Regions from separate parts of the Mus musculus genome. Here all the other regions are linked to region 3. Evidence: chromatin contacts called from public Hi-C, HiChIP or PLAC-seq and promoter capture Hi-C data. All regions are on one chromosome and are shown on one strand. The core of a region is the stretch at or near the end of the contact, and the rest is flanking DNA. Distances in the headings are between cores, read along the strand shown. Region 1 has its middle 23 kb from the start of Ccdc80. Region 2 overlaps Atg3 (autophagy related 3). Region 3 holds the start of Cd200r1 (CD200 receptor 1). Region 4 holds the start of Btla (B and T lymphocyte associated).

The links. Promoter capture Hi-C pulls out the DNA fragments that hold promoters and counts their contacts. Hi-C and Micro-C count contacts between places; a contact is called where the count stands out from the background. HiChIP or PLAC-seq counts read pairs in DNA pulled down with a chosen protein or histone mark.
Region 1: a contact with region 3 is called in a Hi-C map of bone marrow-derived macrophages, with 34 read pairs. The contact joins the enhancer-like site here to the promoter of Cd200r1 in region 3. A contact is called at or near these places in 15 of 39 promoter capture datasets (the C10 cell line, the HPC-7 cell line, cranial neural crest and 11 more), 4 of 15 datasets of contacts at CTCF or cohesin (CD8 T cells, the NIH/3T3 cell line and large pre-B cells), 106 of 484 Hi-C or Micro-C datasets (the AML12 cell line, B cells, the Ba/F3 cell line and 67 more), 16 of 115 datasets of contacts at active chromatin or transcription factors (CD8 T cells, bone marrow-derived dendritic cells, bone marrow-derived macrophages and 9 more) and 4 of 9 other capture datasets (adipose tissue, bone marrow-derived macrophages, embryonic stem cells and 1 more).
Region 2: a contact with region 3 is called in an H3K4me3 HiChIP or PLAC-seq map of bone marrow-derived macrophages, with 5 times the contacts expected there. The contact joins the enhancer-like site here to the promoter of Cd200r1 in region 3. A contact is called at or near these places in 10 of 39 promoter capture datasets (the C10 cell line, cranial neural crest, embryonic stem cells and 7 more), 1 of 484 Hi-C or Micro-C datasets (bone marrow-derived macrophages), 5 of 115 datasets of contacts at active chromatin or transcription factors (acute myeloid leukemia, bone marrow-derived macrophages, craniofacial prominence and 2 more) and 2 of 9 other capture datasets (embryonic stem cells and liver).
Region 4: a promoter capture Hi-C map of liver shows a contact between it and region 3, with 4 times the contacts expected there. The contact joins the promoter of Btla here to the promoter of Cd200r1 in region 3. A contact is called at or near these places in 5 of 39 promoter capture datasets (hippocampal neurons, liver, neutrophils and 2 more) and 1 of 9 other capture datasets (pancreatic islet).

Annotation. Positions count from the first base shown.
Region 1 is chr16:45,069,407-45,072,413 of GRCm38.p6, forward strand. No RefSeq gene overlaps it. Among named protein-coding and RNA genes, the nearest start is that of Ccdc80, 23 kb to the right of the region's middle. Within about 2 kb of position 1,480, at least 72 of the 459 cell types and tissues checked have an H3K27ac peak or open chromatin away from gene starts, as enhancers often do. A contact at or near this core is called in the NIH/3T3 cell line, the STO cell line, adipose tissue and 10 more, where this site is marked.
Region 2 is chr16:45,172,674-45,175,456 of GRCm38.p6, forward strand. Atg3 (autophagy related 3) reads left to right here. Exons shown (of 12, transcript NM_026402.3): 6 at 2,576-2,625. Among named protein-coding and RNA genes, the nearest start is that of Atg3, 15 kb to the left of the region's middle. Within about 2 kb of position 1,383, at least 11 of the 459 cell types and tissues checked have an H3K27ac peak or open chromatin away from gene starts, as enhancers often do. A contact at or near this core is called in bone marrow-derived macrophages, where this site is marked.
Region 3 is chr16:44,764,308-44,767,218 of GRCm38.p6, forward strand. Cd200r1 (CD200 receptor 1) reads left to right here and starts at 1,429. Exons shown (of 7, transcript NM_021325.3): 1 at 1,429-1,765. The coding sequence starts at 1,702.
Region 4 is chr16:45,223,007-45,225,953 of GRCm38.p6, forward strand. Btla (B and T lymphocyte associated) reads left to right here and starts at 1,331. Exons shown (of 6, transcript NM_001037719.2): 1 at 1,331-1,455. The coding sequence starts at 1,347.

The sequences.
Region 1 (3,007 bases), core at 230-2,729, 310 kb after region 3:
TATTTATTACTGTGTTTATGAAAGGGCTTACCAAGTGCATACTCCTTAGGAGGGTCTCAGGAAAGCAGAAAGGTGACCTAGACAACTAGCCGAGCCATGGCTGCCCATGAAGGTGGGAGACAGGAAAAAGAGGCACTGTAACCTCTTCTTCCAGGTGAAGATACCAGCACGAGCCTTGAGGGAAGGCTGGGAAAGGGATTGGAAATTTGGAAGAGGTCAAGAGTGGCTCAGTTCAAAGTGTGCTCAAGGGAGACTCTAAAGCAGCAGACACCTTTGACCTGGGTCTGGATAATCAGGGCCCCAGTGGAATTGAAATCTGCAAAGAGAAAAGGTGATGGGAACATTAAAGGAGCACACGGAGCCATTGTCCACCTCACAGCACTCTGGCATGCATAGAGTGAAACCACGGATATCAGAGGACAAACAGCAATGGCAGGTAGTGTACCTAGGCTATGCTGCACGAGGCTCTGATAGCAGCAGCTGGCTCTCAAAGTTTAGGGACAAACTCCAGAGGAGCTTGAGTGCTGGGTTACAGAGTGTGAGCTGTTTCCAGTAGCTGAGAGCTATAATGGAGACTGAGCACAATAGCCCAACTGACATGGTGGGTTAGGAAGAGAACCCTACACCTGGGTGCTGGAGGGGCTGCTATGGCTCCCATGGTAACCCTGATGAAGAGTTTTCAGACAGGGCTGTACCTTGGTCCTCCTGTGAGCCAGGGTCAGAACCTCCCACCGTTGCAGTGGTCTAGGAAACATGGAGAACTTTTGAATTCAAGAGCACTGAGGCATGGAACAAACAAACTCCCTCTTCCAAATACTACGGAACTCATAAGATGGACGCAAATAACTCAATTCCTTGGTGAAAATCAGTGAGTCTTCACAGCCTCAGCACAGTTTGCTTTATCTGTAGTTTCAGATCAGAAAAATAGAGAAGAGAGAAAAAACAGTTTGTCTAAACACTAATCTGCTATGACTCAAAACCCCAATGAGTGCAAGCCAGACTCTACTTTCCACCCACTCAGGGCTGGGCCTTTCACATTTGGTAACAGCTGACCAGAGCATCTTCATGTAATATTGGCACTCTCGAAACTCCCAAGGGCTGGACTGAAAAAGCTGATCCAGACCCTGTCCTCATCCAGAACCAGAAAAGCTGTGGGGAGATGAGTGGCAGCTGGTGAGCCAATGGGCGAGTAGCTGATGGAGTGGAAGCTTCAGCTATGACTCACGGAGATGCAGAACAAGGCCAAGTTGCCCTGCCCAGCTGTTCTAGAGCTTCAAAACTAAATAGAGGAAAACCAGATGTTCACTTTTTTCAAAAATGAAATACCGACTACAAATGCAAAATGTAATTTTACTACCCAAATGCATACCACAGAGTACTTGCAGAATCAGAACAGACTTTTGCTAGCCTTCACGGGGTGTCTAGGGGACAAATATAGAGAAAGGACTGCATATTTCTCATCTCCTTTAGACTTCGTGCTACACTCCAGGGAGTATGAGACACTGTCTCGGTATGCCCACAGGGCAGCAATTAGCTTGTGTTTCATCTATTTAGAGTTGGGAGCAAACATAGGAACAACCTGCCTATTCCCAAGGCAAAGGATACTGGTTAAACAAGAGCAAGATAGGTAGTTAAGGACTTCGCCCTATGACCTCAAAGAAAGGTTATCCCATCAAAAAAATCAAAACCAAAACCAAATGAAAAACTCATCTGGCACGAATTTGCCAACATAGAGAAAAGCACCAGGAAACCAATCAGATACATAAGCTTTAGAAACATACCAAGCATGGGGTTTAAAATTGTTTCCATTAAAGTAAGCAGCTGGCTTTTGGGGCTCCCTTTCAGGTATGAATGTTATAATGGAGGCTGCCAGAGGCTAAGCCCTCTCTCCCAATGATGAATAAGTGACTAAGGAGCATGTACCTCCAGGCCAAGATCTGAGTTCATGAATTCTATAAATGATAAAGAAGATGCTAGAAAGGTCCAGGGGTGCAACGGACCACCCCAGCCAGGTATGGGGGTTCCTGGGATGTGGGTTCTTGAGGTCAGGTGGGTAAGGATTGGGTGGTGACAAACAGAAACAAACACAGAGGCAGAATACATACCACGAATGCATACCACACCCCATACTAGCCTTCACAGAGTGTCTGGGGTACAAATATAGAGAAAAGGCTGCATATTTCTCATCTCCTTTAGACTTCGTGCTACATTCCAGGGATTATGAGACACTGTCTTGGTATGCCCAGAGGGCAGCAATTAGCTTGTGTTTCATCTGTTTAGAGTCAGGAGCAAACATAGGAACAACCTGCCTCTTCCCAAGGCAAAGGAACCTGAGTGTGTTTTGCAGCTCTCAAGCAAGGGTTTTATACATAAGAGAAACAGGTGCTACAGCTCTGAAGAGCTGTGTTCAGTGAAGCAGCGAAATAGAACAGAAATAACAATAATCATTTGGTACATCAAAATACAAAATCATCCAAGTCTTACAACTTCAAAAAAAAGGTGTTTTCAGTAAAACATCTAGGTAGAATGAATATTGTTATGATCATTTGGTACATCAAAATACAAAAATTATCTAAGGCTAGTGGCAAATTCCCAAGAACAAGCTAATGAATGTGTGTGATCAGTTACTGTTTGACATCAGCTCCTGTTTCTCTGTAAATCTTCAAAACATAAACTTATACTGTTTTAATTCTTTTTATTTAAGGTTTTCTTAAACAATATACCAAAACCTACTTCCGATGACACACGTGCAGCCATATAAAATATTATTGTTGGGAAAGTTTTTATCAATACTATCTGATACATGATTTATATTGTTTTCCCAGAGATGGGGTCATGTTTCGTGACTCCATTTCAAGGGATGGTTTTGTAGCCACGATACTCACTTAAGATCTTAGCCTAGGCTATCAGGAACATCTTGTATATAGGAAAAGGAATAGAAAACATAAAACAGATAAGTAGCCAAGAGAACTACAGCTCAATAGGTTTTTTTTTTTTCCCAGTGAAG
Region 2 (2,783 bases), core at 133-2,632, 410 kb after region 3:
AGGAGAAATGGAGCTTTCTGTCACGCTAGAGGAAAACCACAGGACATAGAAATGGATTTATTTACAGTTGTGACTAGACCTGAAATAGAAAAGATCTCTTCCTTCTCTTCAGTGATGCTATGATTTTACAGAAAAGATGAGACAAAGTTCAGGAAATGTAATGTAGATTTAGCTAGGACATAAATTGTCAGGCCTAAGTGAATACTCTCCCTCTTCCTCTATAGCCAGGACTTACATCCTACTCTCTCCCAGGATAGGATCTCTTGTGGAAATTTTAATTCTCCAGTGCTCATTCTTTGAGGATCACTGCTACACTGTAATATAAGTAGATATAATATATTTTAAGGAATTGGTTTATATGACAGTTGAACTTTGCAGAGCATGCCCCAACAGGCTGGAGCACCAAGGAGCGGTTGATACTGTGGGCAGTTCTTTAGTGGCTTTCATTTTCTTTTCTCTCCTTTACTTGATTGGATGCAATTTACCTACTTTTTGAAAGATGATTTGCTTTATTTAATACTGGTTTTAATATTTATTCAAAGTCTCTTAAAAAGTACCTCCACTGCAACCTTTGGACTAGTTTTTGACGAGCTAGCTAGCTAACCCAACACTAACCAGATTGACAGAATAGAACATCACAAGTCTGGAGTGTGACTATTTATAAACATTTGAGCTTTCTTTTGCTTTGTCAGGTGTGCTATACTTTTAAAATTAAGAATATTTTAAAAATTATCTTTTTGACAATTTTACATATATGTCTAGTATACCCTGTTCATATCCTTGGTTACCCCTCTCACTTTATGTCCTTTTTAAAAAGTTCTCATGTCCTTATTGTTTTTATGTGTATGATGTCTTATCAATATGTATGTTTGCATTGTGTGCACACAGTGGAGTGCCTGGGGAGGCCAGAAGAAAGAGTATAGGATTTCCTAAAACAGGAGTTAGAAACAGTTCTTATTTACCACGTGTGCTGGGAACCTAACCTCCATCCTCTGGAAGAGCTATCAGTGCACTTAACCTCTAAGCAGCCCCTCCTTTGTTTTCTTTTTAAATGATTTCACTGAGTTGAATTAATGTAGGCTACATGTACATGGATGTGGGACCAACCGCCAGAGCTTGGGCAATCCACCAGTGGTGCCTGCCTGCAAAACAAACACAAATCTTTATCTACCTCCCTGAGCAGCCATCAACACCAGTGGTACTCACTTGGGGTGGAACCTCATGAGTACCTTCCCCATCCATGATGTGAGCTTAATTGGCTTAAATCTTATGTAGGTCTTGTGCAGATAAGCAGAGAGTTGCTGTGAGATCATGAGTACATTGTCCATGTCAGAATACAGCACCCCTCAGCATTCCTTCCCAACCCACCAGCTTCTCCTTTCTTTCTACCACTTCCTCCCTGAAGTTCCCTAAGCCTTGGGGATAAAGAGTCATACTGAGGGCTGAGCAGCTACCTAGTAGTCACTTAGTCTTAGCCCTTTGACCATCAGGAATCTCTGCATGACTGCTTCCCACTGCAGAGAGAGGCTTCTCCAGCTAGTGCCTGGGGGTTGGTGTAATGGGATGCTACTACATTATTATATTTTGGCAGGTTGATGAGGTTTCTTTTTATGTTCAGTAAATAATTCTGTATTTTTAGTTTGATTGGATAGATTTGGGTTTTACCGTCTTGATTGATCATATCTATTGTAGGATGATAGCCAAACTGCTATGAAATAAAGACTTGTAATGCTGGTCTTTGGAGGGTGCCATCTTCCATTTGTGAAGGTGAGCTCATAATCCTTTGGTTTAGGACTGTTAAAGGCATGCCAACTTTAGAGTAAGAAAATACGCTGCATTTATTGGGAGCTAAATGCATTTTGAATTTAGGACTTTAAATCTGTTGTAACATTAGGTACTGAGTCTCCCATCCTGGTTAAACTGTCCTTTTGAGAACTGATAGGTGCCTGGGATTGAATTGTTATGCAGGACTCTGGTGTAGTGCTGCTGCTTATCTGCACTGTACCTTTCTGTGACAAGGGACTTCTGAGGATGTACCGCTGAGTAATACACTTAAAATAGTTAGCCAAAGTCTGACTGTCAACTTCATTCTTCATAGGGAGAAACTGTTACTCTCTTTTACAGATGGAATTATATGGATAAAATGTAGACATACTTGGTGAAGTAAAAGGTCTGTACGAGTGTGGTATGGTCTTACTACATTCAGATGGCCAATGTTTTTGAAGCAAATAGTGTGTGTCAACAAAACCAAAACCTAATTTTGATGCAGCTCTAATTAAAGTGTAAACAGAAGTCATATACTCTCTTGATTGTAGTGTGTGTTGTGAAAAAATTCAAATGAAGAATAGAAAATGGACCAAGTCATGGTGATATAGATACGTTGCTAAATTAGAGTTTTTGAGGCATATTTTTGGAGGTACCTTTGGATTATTTGGAAAAGTTCATTTGTAAAGAATCTGTCAAAATATGCCTGTTTCAGTGTTGTTATAAGCAGTTAAATAAATGTTTTATTCACATAACTGAAATGTTTGCAGCTTAATTTTAGTTATTTTTTTTTCTGCTGAATTCTAAACAGGTATTACAGGAATTACTGAAGCAGTTAAGGAGATTACACTGGAAAGCAAGGTATTACTTAACGTTTCTAAAGTCAGTGACCCTAGTTTTTGCCTATATTTAAATTTTAAATTGTATTTGTGTATTTATTTTGGGTGTGTGTATGTGAATGTGTGTATATCAAGGCAAGGATGTAGAAATCTGGTGGATACCTTGGGGTAGTTGGTTCT
Region 3 (2,911 bases), core at 179-2,678:
CTAAGCCATTTCGCTCCCCTGATCATCAAAACTTTTTGATGACATGGACAAAAGCTCATGCCATTATAATATCAAATAGAAAAGAAATACAGACACAGCTAAGAAAATGAACCAGTATCATTGAGGTTGCTTGGCAGAGAATTAAGCACTGCTCAGATTGTCCTCAGAACCTACAGTGTCAACAGCTTCTTGTGATGGAAAAACAGTATTTAAATTTAAATGACATGTCTTCAAGTCTTTCTTTCTCTTAAGGATCTTATCTCCTTGTTCCTTTGAATCAGAATGGTGCACTGAGAAAGCTTGAGAGGTGGAGGAGGGTAATATATAGAGTTTAATGTTTGGCAAGAGGGAAGAGGGAATTGCTAACTTTGAAAATTCGTGCTGTTTTATCTTTTTTTCCTGTTGACAATGTTTTCTTCCTCTTCCTGGAGCATTTTGCTCAGGGGTAGGAAATTCTTACCACAGAGGTTTTTTGGTTTTTTTTTTTTTTTTCCTTCTTCTCAACTGTAATCTAAGTTTATACTAACTAGTAACATTACACAGAATTTTTCTGGGAAGTTAGACTCTCAGATCTATGACAACTCAAAGGCGGTTATCTGTGACTACAACAACCTAACTCCTCGAAAGTCAAAGAGAATGGAAATTCAGTACTGAGCCTCCCACAGAGGTCTGCGACTGAACGTTCACTGATGTGGCAAAAGGGACTATGTGAATGTAATTAAATTAAGGATCTTCGGATGAACAGACAATGCTCATTGGACAAATTAATCGCAAAGGACCTTGTAAGAGGAAGGCAGAAGGGTCATCATCAGGCGATCAGCTATGGCAATGGAACACAGGTTAGAATGATGTCCGATGGCCGCAGGCTAGAGCGCAGAGACATCTGGGTGCTGGAAAAGGTCGTGTCTCCAGAAGAAGCAAAGGCCTGGCTACGCCTTGATTTTAATCCCATATCATGACGTTCAGACTTTTGACTCCCGGGCAGTGCATTAGTGCTGTGTTTAAGCCTCTCATTTTGGGATTGTTAGGGTAATAATAGAAATAATAGAAAATAATAGAAAAACGCATTTGATGCTCCCAGCATTATGTGTGGGGTTCCAGACTAGATAGTAATCTCACCATGGCATTTTCAAGTAGAAATATTTATTCTGCATTAAAGACTGAGGAAGGGTATACACACTATTATTATTATTATTATTATTATTATTATTATTATTATTATTATATTGGAGAACTTTCCAGAAATTCATTGTGGTTAGGAAATTTACAAGCACGCGGCGAAAATCGATCGATAACCCTCTTCAGTTTTGAATGGAGGTTTAGACACATCCATCTGTCTTGGGCATGTTCAGAGCCTTACTGTACAGTTTATCTGTGAGCAGCAGGAGAAGAGAAAGAGCCAATGGGCTGAAAGTAACCCACTCAGTCAGCTTCCTCTGTCTTTGCTTCACGGTTCTGCACAGGAAATCCATTGCTGTGTCAAGTCCCAGAGAAGTTTCTTCTCTTCCAAGCCAGACTAAAGCACGCGAGTGGAAGGAGTTGGCAGGCAGGACGGGGCTGCTCCCTGCGGATGGGTTAAGAGGTGCGCTACCACGCAGAAGCCAACCCGAGAGAAGAGGGATCCGGGTTATGGTCACTGCTGCTCCCTTACCTCTGAGGAGAAAAAGTACCGAGTGAGCGGCGGAAAACCAGAAAACCGAAATGTTTTGCTTTTGGAGAACTTCTGCCCTAGCAGTGCTCTTAATATGGGGGGTCTTTGTGGCTGGTGAGTCTGAAATTTTTTGGGGGGTGTGGGTGGGGAGAATGACTAAGGGAGGAGAGACCTGTTCTGCGCAGCATTTAAGCCTTGTCCCTTTTCGCTGGGTAACGCAAGCCAATTTCTGTTGTAGAGATAAGGGTTGCTCCAGATATGGGTTACCTTGTCACCTCTACTTTCTGCTTTGTCTGATTTATTTTTGCTTTGTGTTCTATAATGTCCTCCACTGTCGCTTCCTCATCTCCCCTCCCCCTTCAGGACAGGTCAGGATAAATTAAACACATATTCATAGCAATCAAAATGACATGGGGGTCTCTGTATCTTCTTCTTGGGGAAAACCAAAAACCAAAAACCAAACCAACAACCAGCTATCATCTCTGGTCTCCCTCGCCAACAGTGTAAGTTGGGAACGTATCTTTTTTTTTTTTTCCTGACACTTTTCGTGACTGCAGGCTTTACACATACAGTTACACTGGTGTATCTGTGATGTATATTTGCCTTTATCTTGAAGATATGTGGGCTACAGGAGTCACTTTCTGAATCAGGAGGTGCACGCCTCAATGTCTGCAGTTTTGTAGGAGTTCAATAGAATTTGGGGCTACCGTGCGGGTGTCCTGATTTCACTGTAGAAGGGTGGTGGGAGTTCGTGTAGGAGGCTTTTTCATGTTTCACTTTTAGTAGCTGCAGTAGCTACGAGGGAACAACAGACTTAGCTCTGAAATGTATAGTTTAACAATTTAAAGGAGACACGGTATTTCTTTCCTTTCACCAGAATTCCTTTAAAAATCACATTTTGGTCTATCTTCCAGAAAGAGAACATCACATGATAGTCTTACTGGTGAGCACACGTAAGATAACTATGATCCACCACTGCACCCTTCTGCTGAGAATTTTCAGTTATCTGTTCTTTTTGATGTGCATAGCAAGCCATTGAGGTCAGGATGGAAGAAAGCTCCGTTTCACATAGCTAGAACCTAAGCTTAGGGCGGTGAAGTGCTTTGTCCGCAGTACTTATTTCCATAAGCACCACAAAACATTGGAGTGTGCAGTTTACCCGGATTGCTTTTCACTGAGAGGCACCCATTGTAGCACAGCTGAAAACGCTAAGCTAATTATTTGTTTATAATTTGAAGGGGGGGGGAGTGTCCTGAGTCT
Region 4 (2,947 bases), core at 81-2,580, 460 kb after region 3:
ATGATATCTCGAGCTTTAGGATGGGTGGTGATTCAAGGCTTTTCTTCGAAACCTCTTAGGCTATTTTAGAGGTACATTGAGCCTTGTTTCTACTGCCAACAGGAGTTTTGCACCCCATTCTGAGCAAGGAAGGGGGATGAGTTGTATAAAATGAACCATAAGCAGGGTGCTTCCTTGGTCAACAGTGCAGATTCTAGGAGCTCTGCAGACTACCTGTATCATCTGGCGTACCAGGGGTGCGTGAGCATCAGCATGGATTGGCTGAGTTCCTTAAATTCTGGAGCGGCGTTCACTCATGTTGGTATTCCAGCCACTGTGGCTTATCTGGACAAATATGCAATAGGTACCCTAAATGGAGTTTGGCCTTGGAAGGGTACCATTAGCCTCTGAGGGAAAGATTTCTCAATTTCATTCAATGAGTTAAACTGCACAGGTGCCACCTCTCCATTTGGAATTACCAAATTCCTGTTGTTATAAGCTAGTGATTGAACGTGGGCTGCGTGCCCACAGCCCCTCAGCAACCCTGAGCTATCCAATTTTGAACTTTTTCCATTTCTTACTTTACTGCTTCATCTCGACAACAACCACATAAAGCATGCGGAAAATGAAAGTTTCCTCTAATTGGCACTCAAGTGCTCATTTTGCTTAGAACTTTAATATTTAGGAAGATCGTGTAGCTAGTACTAACGGCAAGCATGTATTCCGTTGATAGGCATCTACAGACTGAAGAAGGAGGCCCTTCCCTCTTCTGTTGATGAAATGCACCCTGTCAGTCATTTTCTCCATAACGTCAGATAAGTCTTCATTGGTTTCATGACAAGGAACATTCTCATCTTACTGTGCCTTTATGGGAGCATGGGGGGAGGGTTGTAAGATACATTACACTGATGAAGTATCATAATCACAAACTATAAAAAGGGGAAATATATGCTTACCATAGGTACTTTTTGTATGAATTTCCTGACCCTGATTTGATCAGAATCTAAACCTAAAGACTGTAACAATTTAGATCTTTTTTTTTTTAAGTTTAATTGTTCACTTTGAGAAAAACCTCAAGGTTATGCAAGAATGGTGGCAGAGCGGAAGCAAGGAGCCAGCTGCTTTGCACATCAGAGGGCTTGAAAGAGAACAGCAGGTCGGATCAGAAACAAAACCACAGCAGGGCCTCTTGCTCTCACAAATCCTTCGGACTACTCACACTGTCCTCTCCCACCAGGTCTCCTGATTTGATTTAAATTAATTAATTTATTTTGGCCTAAGATGCTGCTAGTGTGAATAACGTGACCCAGCTCTGAAGATCTCTAGGGAGGAAGAGGAAGTTTGCCCTTACCTGACACGTGCTGGGAATGAAGACAGTGCCTGCCATGCTTGGGACTCCTCGGTTATTTAGGGAATTCTTCATCCTCCATCTGGGCCTCTGGAGCATCCTTTGTGAGAAAGCTACTAAGAGGAATGGTAAGGGACCTACTAAGAAAGCTGGTTTTCTTCCTCGGGGTTCCTGTCAGTGATAGTTGAGCTTGCTCTGTGGAGAGGGATGTTCATGTCCAGGGCATATATAGCTCAGAGTGATGAGTCCCTTTTGCTTCTTGAAAACGCTCCAGGATGTGAGTGAAGTTAGGACATGCTACTCACCTGGCTACAGAGCAAAAACTGATCCATAGCTGGAGCTAAGTTTCCTAAAACCAGGTCCTGATGGTAAGTGAAGAGATTTGAGCAGATGTTATAAATGTGTCAGTACAGATTTGTCACTATTACAAAACTCTCTGTGGCTGCCATGCTAACAGAAAAGACTTGTTACGTTCATGTCTTGGTATCAGATGTCAGCAGGATGTTGTAGTGCTTACTGGGGTGGGAAAGCTTTTGGATACTTGTGGTTATAGCTGTGGCCATGGTTACACTCAAATAATGTTCAATCTAAATAGACTGCCTCCTTCTTTCTGTGGGGTATACTATGAGAATACTGTGGGGTGTACTATGAGAGTACTAAGCAGGCTTCTCGATGTGAGGCTGAAGAGTAAATCATGAGTGTCGCTTTAGTTTGTCTGGACAGGATGATTTGTGAATGGTCGCCAACTGAAAATAGGAAACAATTCTCCATAGTTTATGAAGACAAGGTCTGTAATGCTTGGGATCCTTGGGTTATTTATCTTCCACCATCACACGTGTAGCAACTGGGCACATTCGTGTTGGATTGAAAAATAGAACCACTGAGGTCCTGTGGAATGTCATCTTGAAATCTGGAACTGTGAGGTTTAGGATTCAATGATCTGATGTCACAAGACCACCTAGCCAAGAGCAGAGTAGAACTTCTTCTTAGTCATTCAAGCCCTTGTTTATTATTACCCACCTCTGAAAGACAAGAGGAGTCAAATATTAATTCTATTTAATTCTAAGGGACCTCTTGCAGACTGGACTCTGTGAAACAAAGGAAATATTTTTAATTTTATAGCACAATTGGGGTTGTAATTCGCATTATATTCTTCTACCCAGTATGTTATAATCTGGTATTTATTACGCACAGAAACTTGGTTATCAGGTGGGAGTATTTATTCCCTCTGCTACTTACATTATGAACTCAGTTAAGTTTCTTCTCCTTTCTTAGTTTTCCTTTCTTCATTAAAAAATATATAATTATACCTAGCAGTTGGCCTTTTCTTATACCTATAGTGCCTAGCTATGGTAAGTAGATGCAATTAAAGCTTGATAAATGTTAATGGTGACCTTTGCCAATAGTTTTTTCCTTCAGTACCTTTGATAAAATCCAATTAAATGAGAACTTAGGTTTAACATTAAAACCTTAAGTAGATCTAGTTTTAAAAATCGCCAAATGCTATAGATATTTAGTTATGAAGTAAGATTATAATGCAGGCATACATTGTAGAATGTTTAAATCAATTGAGCTAACTTGCCTATGACCTTACATACTTATCATTTTAAATTTACCAGA